Linked DNA regions of Mus musculus: region 1 is linked to region 2. A link is a contact called in public promoter capture Hi-C data. All regions are on one chromosome and are shown on one strand. Each heading gives the region's core, a stretch centred on a gene start, on an enhancer-like site or on the middle of the called end of the contact. The rest is flanking DNA. Distances are from core to core; before and after follow the strand shown.

Region 1 (3,769 bases), core at 618-3,117, 140 kb before region 2:
GCCATAAGTTAACCTCAGGTGTCATTGTCAGATGCCATCCATCTTGATTTTTGTTTGTCTTAGGTAAATTCTCACTGTCTGGAGCTTACTATCTTCCTGTTTCTGCCTCTCGAGTGCTGGACAATTAACTTGCCCCCATACTTTTCTTCTTCGAGCGTGTTCTGGGAGTCAAACTCGGGTCCTCATGCTTACCCGGCAAGCATTTTACCCACTGAGCCAGCTTCCCAGCACTGGGAGCTCCAGTTTTTCTATGCTTCTGACTGTAAGTCGGTCATGCCTGTTTTGCACTAATGATGCGTATGAGTTTGCTATTGCTGCTGTAAAACATTACAAACTTCACATGGCTTAGAACAATGCACATGTATTATCTTACTGTCTCACAGGGCTAAGGACAATACTGTAGGAGAGATTCTAGGGGAGGACCTATTTGCATTCTTTAGCTTCTAGAAGTCCCTCACATTCCAGGGTTGATGAGCCCTTTCTGCATTCAGAAATCAGCAATGTAACATCTTCCACTGTTTTCCACCCCTGCCTCACTGTCATTCATGAGAGCCTTGTAGTTATCCTGGGCTCAGTTGACAACCCATCTCAAGAAGTCTCGTTTATCATGTAGCACAATATATTTATGGGATCTAAGAATTAGGGTGTAGACAGTCTGGGGGGGGGGAGGCATTACACCTTCTACAGGATATAGGGTTCCATTTCTTAGCTGTAAGGATGGCCTCCTTCCACCCCCAAACCTCCCTTATTCCCATAGCCTCGTGGACAAGGTCGGTTGCTTTGTCTAGGTCTCATGGCTCCCTGCAGCGGCCCTCCCCACCCTCTGTCTGGTCCCATGTTTAGGTCCTTCCTCACTCCTTCAGTGAAGCCTTAAAATTCTCAGCTCTACAAGAGGCTCTTTCCCTTCCAGCTACTTCCCACCTGCCACTCCTCATACACACTAGCCCAGCCTCCCAGTGGGTCTCTAAAGGAGAAACACAAAGAGTTATTGCCTTTTAATTACACGTGCTATTGTAGCATCTATAAGGAAGAACATTTTAAGCTTAATTGAGACCAAATGTGAAGTTAAATTAAATGAATAACTAATTAAGGTAATGTTCCTGCATTAGCCCCGTGTGAGTGCAGAGGCCTGAGAGAAGACAGGTACCAGGCCTCTAGTGAACAAACTGTGCGCAGAGCTGGCGTGTTGGGGGGATGAGGAGGGTGCAGAGAACCTGGCCTGGCAAGCGAGTGCAGAACGGTCCATGGGGGTGGTGATCCTCAGCCTTTGGGGTTTTCTCCAACCCTCTTCTTACACCTCCAGCCTAAGCCTTCATTTTTGAAGCCTGGCTCTGGGCTCTCACAAATCTTTTGAAGCTTTCTAATGACTCTCTTGCCTGCCTGGAGTGCATGTGTGCGTGTGTCCATGCTCTGGTCCTTATCCCAGCATAGGACAGCATGACAAGATTTATATTAGCTTCTTCTGTCTTCTGCTTCTCACTGCCTTTTCATATTGATCATCCAAGGCCCTTGGATTCTTCCTTCAAATACTGTCACACGTGAAGCCACCAGGATCGCCCCTACTGGCCCTGCCCACCAGTCCTGTCGCATCAGGTCTGAACTAATGAATGATGTAGCCCTCAACTGAGGTCATTGCTTTGTAGCTTGTGTTGTTTCTATTTTCATAGTCTGTCTTCTCTGCAAAGGAGACAAGAGCAGCAAGTGTGACTAACACTTATCTCCCTTCACACCAGTCCCATGCCTTGAGCAATGTTATTCCCCTGTGTAGATGAGGAGACAGGAAGAATGTGGTAAGTAATGAGGCTGAGATAGAGAAGACCTCCTAGAACCACTCCTCCCACACTGATCTCTCAAGAGGCTGTGTCAGGAAAGCAGAGTCTTCCTTCTCTGCAGAGGAAGGAATAGCAACCCTGCCTGCCCTGGACTCTACTACGGGATGCTATCACCATCTAGTGGCCTACAGAAGTAACACAGCTTTGCCTTAAAGTCTGTCCTTTCCACATAAGGTCAGTCTTTCTGGTCTTGAGGGATTTGTGAACACTGAGCAGACTACCATGTGCCAGCCCCTGCCCTGTACCAGGTCCTGAGGATAAGATGTGCCTGACTGACTGCTTCCTGCAGGACTAAAGTGAGAACCAGGCAAGTGAGCTTTATATTTTATTGCTGAGGCCAGTGTATCTAGCTAACACACTGACTGACACAACATCCTAGTAAATGCAATGGATGTATCTTGTATGGGGGTCTAGGCTCCTGCTGGATTGCACAGTGTTATCAATGTCATGAGCAATGCCCTCTGGGAAAGACAGCTGTCGCAGCCCCAGAACACCAATCTTTGTTGTTCATGTGACAATGCTTTACTGCCCCTCACGAGCCCCATGGCTGCTGCTATGCCAGGCCCTACCAAGGATAAGCAGTGGCACAGTTGGCAAAGGAAATCTGTATTGGTGCTGATGGGCAGCTTAGAGGTCAGGCGGAAATGCCAGGAGTCAGCCTGGCATGTCGTGAACCAGGACTCAAGAGCGGAAGGAAGGGGCATCAGAACACCAGGCAGAGGGTGGCTGCAAGGTGTCTCCTAGCAACTGCTCAGTAGCAGTTACGCAGATGTTTCCAGTGGTATCTTCATTTCTTGCTAAACTTGGCACCTATGTTCAGGGTTAAGTTCTTCCCATAGCCACTTCCTGTTTGTTCTTAAAGGACAGCTGTCATGACTTGAGCACCCAGTGCTTAATTCACACTGGCATTTGCAGTTGTATACAACACCTTAGTCTTCACCAAACTGACCCTGATGTCTTCATCCACTGAGGCATCTTAAGAGTGAGGCAAGGAAGGTACTGGGCTCTGAGGGTGGACACGGTCAAGAGCCCGAGAGCAAGTTCCCCTACATTTAGTACTTATGACAGCTCCCGTACCCCATCCAAGCCTTGACTCTGCAAAGGCAGCACTAATGCTTCAAAGTGGCTGAGTTATCAACAGGATCGAGTGGAGGATAGATCAACAGGGTCCTACTTGGAGAAATACAGAAAGAATAGTTCATAGACAGAGACAGACACAGAGACAGAAACAGAGAGAGAGAGAGGCCCAGCACCTTTGAAACAAGGTGAAATCCCTCATAGGTACAGGATAATTACAGAGGTTTATAATTTAACATGGGAAGGAGAGATGCACCTTTTCCAGGCCTTGGAATCCAAACAAGCAAGAGTCTGAACCTGTCCTTCCTTTCTGCTTTCAGCCCATTCCTTCTGATTGCAGTTCCCAGAGCTCAGGCCTTGAAGTCTGCCATGTTCCCATGCTTGGTGCTCAGCAGCCCCTTCCCATAGAGTTTTCTGTACCCTTCCTTAGTGGCAATGTAGCTTGGGGCTAGACCAGTTAGATCAGGAGGCTTTGCCTCTCCCTGTGATGGAAGCTTCCATTCTCTTGCTCATAAGTTGGGTACCCAGCAGGGGTGGCCCATGTTGCTCTTCCAATTGAGGCCTCAAATTTGTTTGTACCTGCATGAACAGAGGGTGGGATGGAAGAGAAAGTAAGCCACAACTTAATAAGCTTCTGCCTTTCATGTCTACTGTTCGTAATTAGGGTTCCCCTTTACTTGTTGGGCAGGCACTAACAAGCCAGAATAATATGGGAAACAAAGTGTTTCTGCCACATTTGGCCACTTCACAAAAAGCATCACTCCCTATCTCATTCTCTCTGTGCCTCAGACCAACCCTGACAGGCATTTGAGGAAAACACCCCCATTATGTTCAATGATGCAGAGCCTGAGGAGTCTGCC
Region 2 (4,303 bases), core at 1,083-3,582:
TTCTGTGGTGGAACCACTGGGAGGTTAGCCAAGTTCCAGAAAGAAAGCCTCTGCCCACACTCATGTAAACACCCCTGATTAAACTTAGTGGGAAAAAAAAAAAAAACCACAAACAAACAAACAAAACAGAACAAAATAAAGCAAAAATATTTGAAGAATAGCTTATTTTTCCAGTCTTCCCTTCCTCCACTCACACCGCTTCAGCCGTTTCTTTTGTCTTCAATAAACTTTGTTCCCTTGCTTGGTCATACACACACACACACACACACACACACACACACACACACACACACACACACACCCAAAGATATGAAATTAGGAGGAAGGAGGAAGATTTCTTGGGAAGAATGCCTTCTCAGATGATTTTGGGGGGGGGGGGGATAAGAGAAGGTAATGGGAGGGGGAAATGAACAAAATATACTATATACATGTAGAAAGTAGTCAAAGGATTAAAAAATATTTTTAAGTTGCTTTTTTAAAAGGGAGAGGGCTGATAAAATAAGGCAGAGTGGTGCATACTTGAAATTCCAATACGAGTGACGTGGTAGCAGGAAGATCAGGAGTCCAAGGCCATCCTCACTACATAGCTAGCTGGAAAGCAATCTGTCTCAAGAACACAGACAAACAACAATGGGAAGTGTCCTACAGTGCCACCTGGGAACTGCTAGCGAGAATGTAAATGAGTTAGGTTCTTTGGAAAACAGTTTGGGAGCTCCATAAAAAGTTCCATAAACAGGTGTGGTGCCATCAATATAGATAGCATACCCATATAGGCAAAATCCACGTGGTATGGTGTCACGGAGATAGCATACCTACAACAGGCAAAATAGACAGAAAGTAGATGGGGCTGGGGAGAGGAAATACAGTTAGTGACAACTAAGAATAGAAGTGTTACATAGGGAAAGCTAACTAAAATTAGACATTTGTGGTAGTCTCAGAACCTTGTGAAAATACTAAAGCCACTGAACTGTACATTCTAAAAGGGTGAATTTCCTGATATATGAATTCTGTCTTAATTTAAATGTTTTAGCATAAAATTAAAGGGGGGGAACTAAAACTAGGGGGGAAGCCTGATGGGTGGCTTTCAAATTTTAAGTCTATCAACATAGACTAATTTTTACTTTAAGATTAAGTATATTCATGTGTAACTAAGAAAAATAAAATAGAAATAAAATGCCCTTTTTTGGTGTTTTGTTGATTCATTTGGGGTTTCTGTTTCATTCTGCTGAGATGGGGGTCTCATGTTGCAGCCCAGCTCAGCCTGGAACTCATGATGTAGCCCAAACTTGTCTCAAACTCAGAGCAGTTTTCCAAGGGCTCAACCCTGCAAGTGCTGAGATCACAGGCGTGCCCCTGTTTCGGTTTTTTGAAACAGGGGTATCACTGTGAACCTCAGATTGGCCTTGAACTCCCAGTCTTCCTGCCTCTGCCTCCTTAGTGCTGGGACTACGGGTGAGCCCGGCACACTCACTTAAATGATTTCTCCTAACTAAGAATTTGCTGGGTGTTCTGTAGCAACCTTCACCAATCCTCCCAACAATTCCTCCGGGGAGGCCATTGTTTTAGCCATTTTACAGAGGTAAAACTCAAGGGCTCAAAGATACTGAGTCCATTCCATTACTGCAGAGTTACCGAGCGTTTTATGAGAAGGCATGGCCAGGAGGCAGGCTAGGCTATCACACTGATGGGAGAACCCAAGGGTGCCGGAGTGTGGAGCATTAACCTCATCTTTACTCTGACATGTCCTAGAGCACTGACTGCAGGGAAGGGGATGACAGTGGACTCTGGAAAGACACTCCCAGCATCTATCTGAACCTGTGATAAGAGACAATCCCAACTAGAACAGGCATGAAAGTAACCGAAATCAAACCCTTTTCCAATTTTCTTCTTGTGGGCTAAAACACCACTTCTTCAGTAATTCTTTGACGTCTCTCATTTCTCGAGATATCCAAAAAACACCCCCTCCCATACCCACCCGGCCACCTTTTCTCTCTTATTAGAAGTCCGTCCTGAAACAGAAGGAGGAATGTGAGGTGGAGCCTTCTAAATTGGAACACATTTATGAGCCCAGATCTGCCTCTGCCTTGGGAGTGGGACTTTATTGAAAGACAAGCCAAGAACCACTGGACCACCTGAGCCCCATAGGATGGAACCTGCTATTAACATCTAAACAGATACTCCTGTCCAAACTAAGGGGCGAAGGGCTTGGAAAGTAGAAAATGCTAGGTCTGAGCAAAGCGAGAGGAGAGAACAAGGCCAGCAACACACAGAGCTCTGTGTATTCAGAGGGAAGTTGGCAGGGTTGTGCTCGGGCAGAGAAACTCCGAGTGGTACAAAGGGACGTGCCCGGAGTGGAGAAATCATGCTAATTGTCTGCACCAGAGCTGGAGAACGCCACCCAAAATGAAGAGAGAAAGGGGAGCCCTGTCAAGAGCCTCCAGGGCTCTGCGCCTCTCTCCTTTTGTCTACCTGCTTCTCATCCAGCCAGGTAAGAGATCAGAGGGTCTAGAGAAAAGAACTGGGGGGCATTTGACAGAGGGAAGGGGAGAGCAGAGCCTGATACCTTCGGGGCTGGAGGAGGGGAGAGCGCTCAGTGGCCGTGGGAAGCATCTCAGTGAATTCAGGAGTCAATGTTGAATATATCTGTTCATTCCCTGTGCTTCCCGCCTGGCCCCCGGCCCCCTCCCCGAAAGGCTGCATGACTTTGGAGCGCCCACGGCATTCAGTACATTAGCTGGAAAGGCATCATGCCACTTCTTATGGGATGACTTGCTGGCGTGGGCCAGACCAGCATTCTTTTTAAGGGCTTATGTGAGCTCTTGGTGGGAGAAGGGGGAGGGGAAATCTTGGTTTTGCACCTCCCAAACCTCTACTGTGGCTTCTCTGAGTGTCAAACATCGTGAAAGATGAAAGAAACTTTGTAGATAATGAGCCTCCTGGTTTAGGATAGCAGTCAGTCCTAGTCATAATTTACTCCAAGCCATAGACACCTACCTCTTGTAGCGCCCCCTAGTAACACTATAGAGAACTGGTCTTATTTTAAGTACTGTAGATATTTATATGTTCATACACACAATTACAGGGAACCTAGAAATGCACATCTTAATGTGGCAAGCGGATACATAGATCATTTTAACAAAAAGCAGGAATCAGAAAAAAAAAAAAAAGTCACCTGCCTCCATCCAGGAAGCTGGGGCTGGTGGGGCAGGATGCTGGGGCTGGTGGGGCAGGATGCTGGTGGGCGTTGAGACCCAGGGAATGTTTCCTTATAGAAAGTATGCACTGAATCTCAGAAGACGGGGAAAATAGGTAGGAGCGTGAGCGAGATTATTGTTGGGACAAAGGTCAAGAGCTTGAAATAGTATCGTGTGTTTAGGCGGAGCCCAGAAGTTCAGCATTGCTTAGGGAAAAGTGTGAACTGAGTTCAGTAGAAGCCTTGTAAACCTTTCTCAGAAAATGAGACTGAGTCTATAAATGGTCGATGGGGACGCTGCATGATCTTTGATTTGGGAACTGGCAGGGTGAGTTTTACTTTTTAGATCTCTTGGTCTTCAGTGAGGCACTGAAGGAGAAACAAGGCAAAATAGATGAGGATGGAGGCCGATTTCATTCCTCTGAGCCCATGAAACAAAATAACACAGACTAGGCGGCTTAGGTAGCAGAAAGTTGGTGTCTTGCAGTTCTGAAAAGCAGACCTTAGAGATCAAAGTACCGACATGCCACACTCCCTCTGAGAGCACTAAGGACAGATCTGTCCCAGGCTTCTTTGGCTTGTGGCAGCAAAATTCCAGCCTTCAGGTGGCGTTTTCCTGTTTGCGTGTCAGTGTTCGAATGTCCCAGTCTTACAAGGACTTGTGCGGAAGTGGATCCACCCTACTACAGTATGACCTCATCTTAATTCCTTGTCTCTGAAAAGACCCCACTGCCAAAAGAAATCGGATTGTGAGGTGCAGGGCTTGGGGTGGAGATTAGGAGGACTTCAGCATGTGAGTTTGAGGAGATGTAGGTTAGCCCACATCAAAGCTATTTTTTAATTATAAACTATGCCAATAAGATGTTAGTTATGAGGCAGGCATGGTGGTGTATGCTTGTAATCTCAGCACTTGAGAGAGGTATGAGGATCAGGGGCCGAAGGCCGTCTTTGACTATACAGTGAGTTTGAGTACAGCCTGGGCTACATAAGATCCTTTCCAAAACAAACAATGTTAGCTATAACCTATGAGAGCTAAATGTTGGGCCATAGACTATTGTACTGTTATTGTATCAAGCCATAAAAGTACAAATTCTGAAAGAGGTCTCTGCC

What was found. Promoter capture Hi-C pulls out the DNA fragments that hold promoters and counts their contacts.
Region 1: a promoter capture Hi-C map of pre-B cells shows a contact between it and region 2. The contact joins the enhancer-like site here to the promoter of Hepacam in region 2. A contact is called at or near these places in 2 of 39 promoter capture datasets (the HPC-7 cell line and pre-B cells), 2 of 115 datasets of contacts at active chromatin or transcription factors (double positive thymocytes and embryonic stem cells) and 3 of 9 other capture datasets (adipose tissue, liver and pancreatic islet).

The regions. Positions count from the first base shown.
Region 1 is chr9:37,228,169-37,231,937 of GRCm38.p6, forward strand. It overlaps Slc37a2 (solute carrier family 37 (glycerol-3-phosphate transporter), member 2), which reads right to left. Exons shown (of 19, transcript NM_001145960.1): 19 at 981-3,488. Among named protein-coding and RNA genes, the nearest start is that of Tmem218, 22 kb to the left of the region's middle. Within about 2 kb of position 1,868, at least 137 of the 459 cell types and tissues checked have an H3K27ac peak or open chromatin away from gene starts, as enhancers often do. A contact at or near this core is called in adipose tissue, double positive thymocytes and pre-B cells, where this site is marked.
Region 2 is chr9:37,365,274-37,369,576 of GRCm38.p6, forward strand. Hepacam (hepatocyte cell adhesion molecule) reads left to right here and starts at 2,333. Exons shown (of 7, transcript NM_175189.4): 1 at 2,333-2,488. The coding sequence starts at 2,404.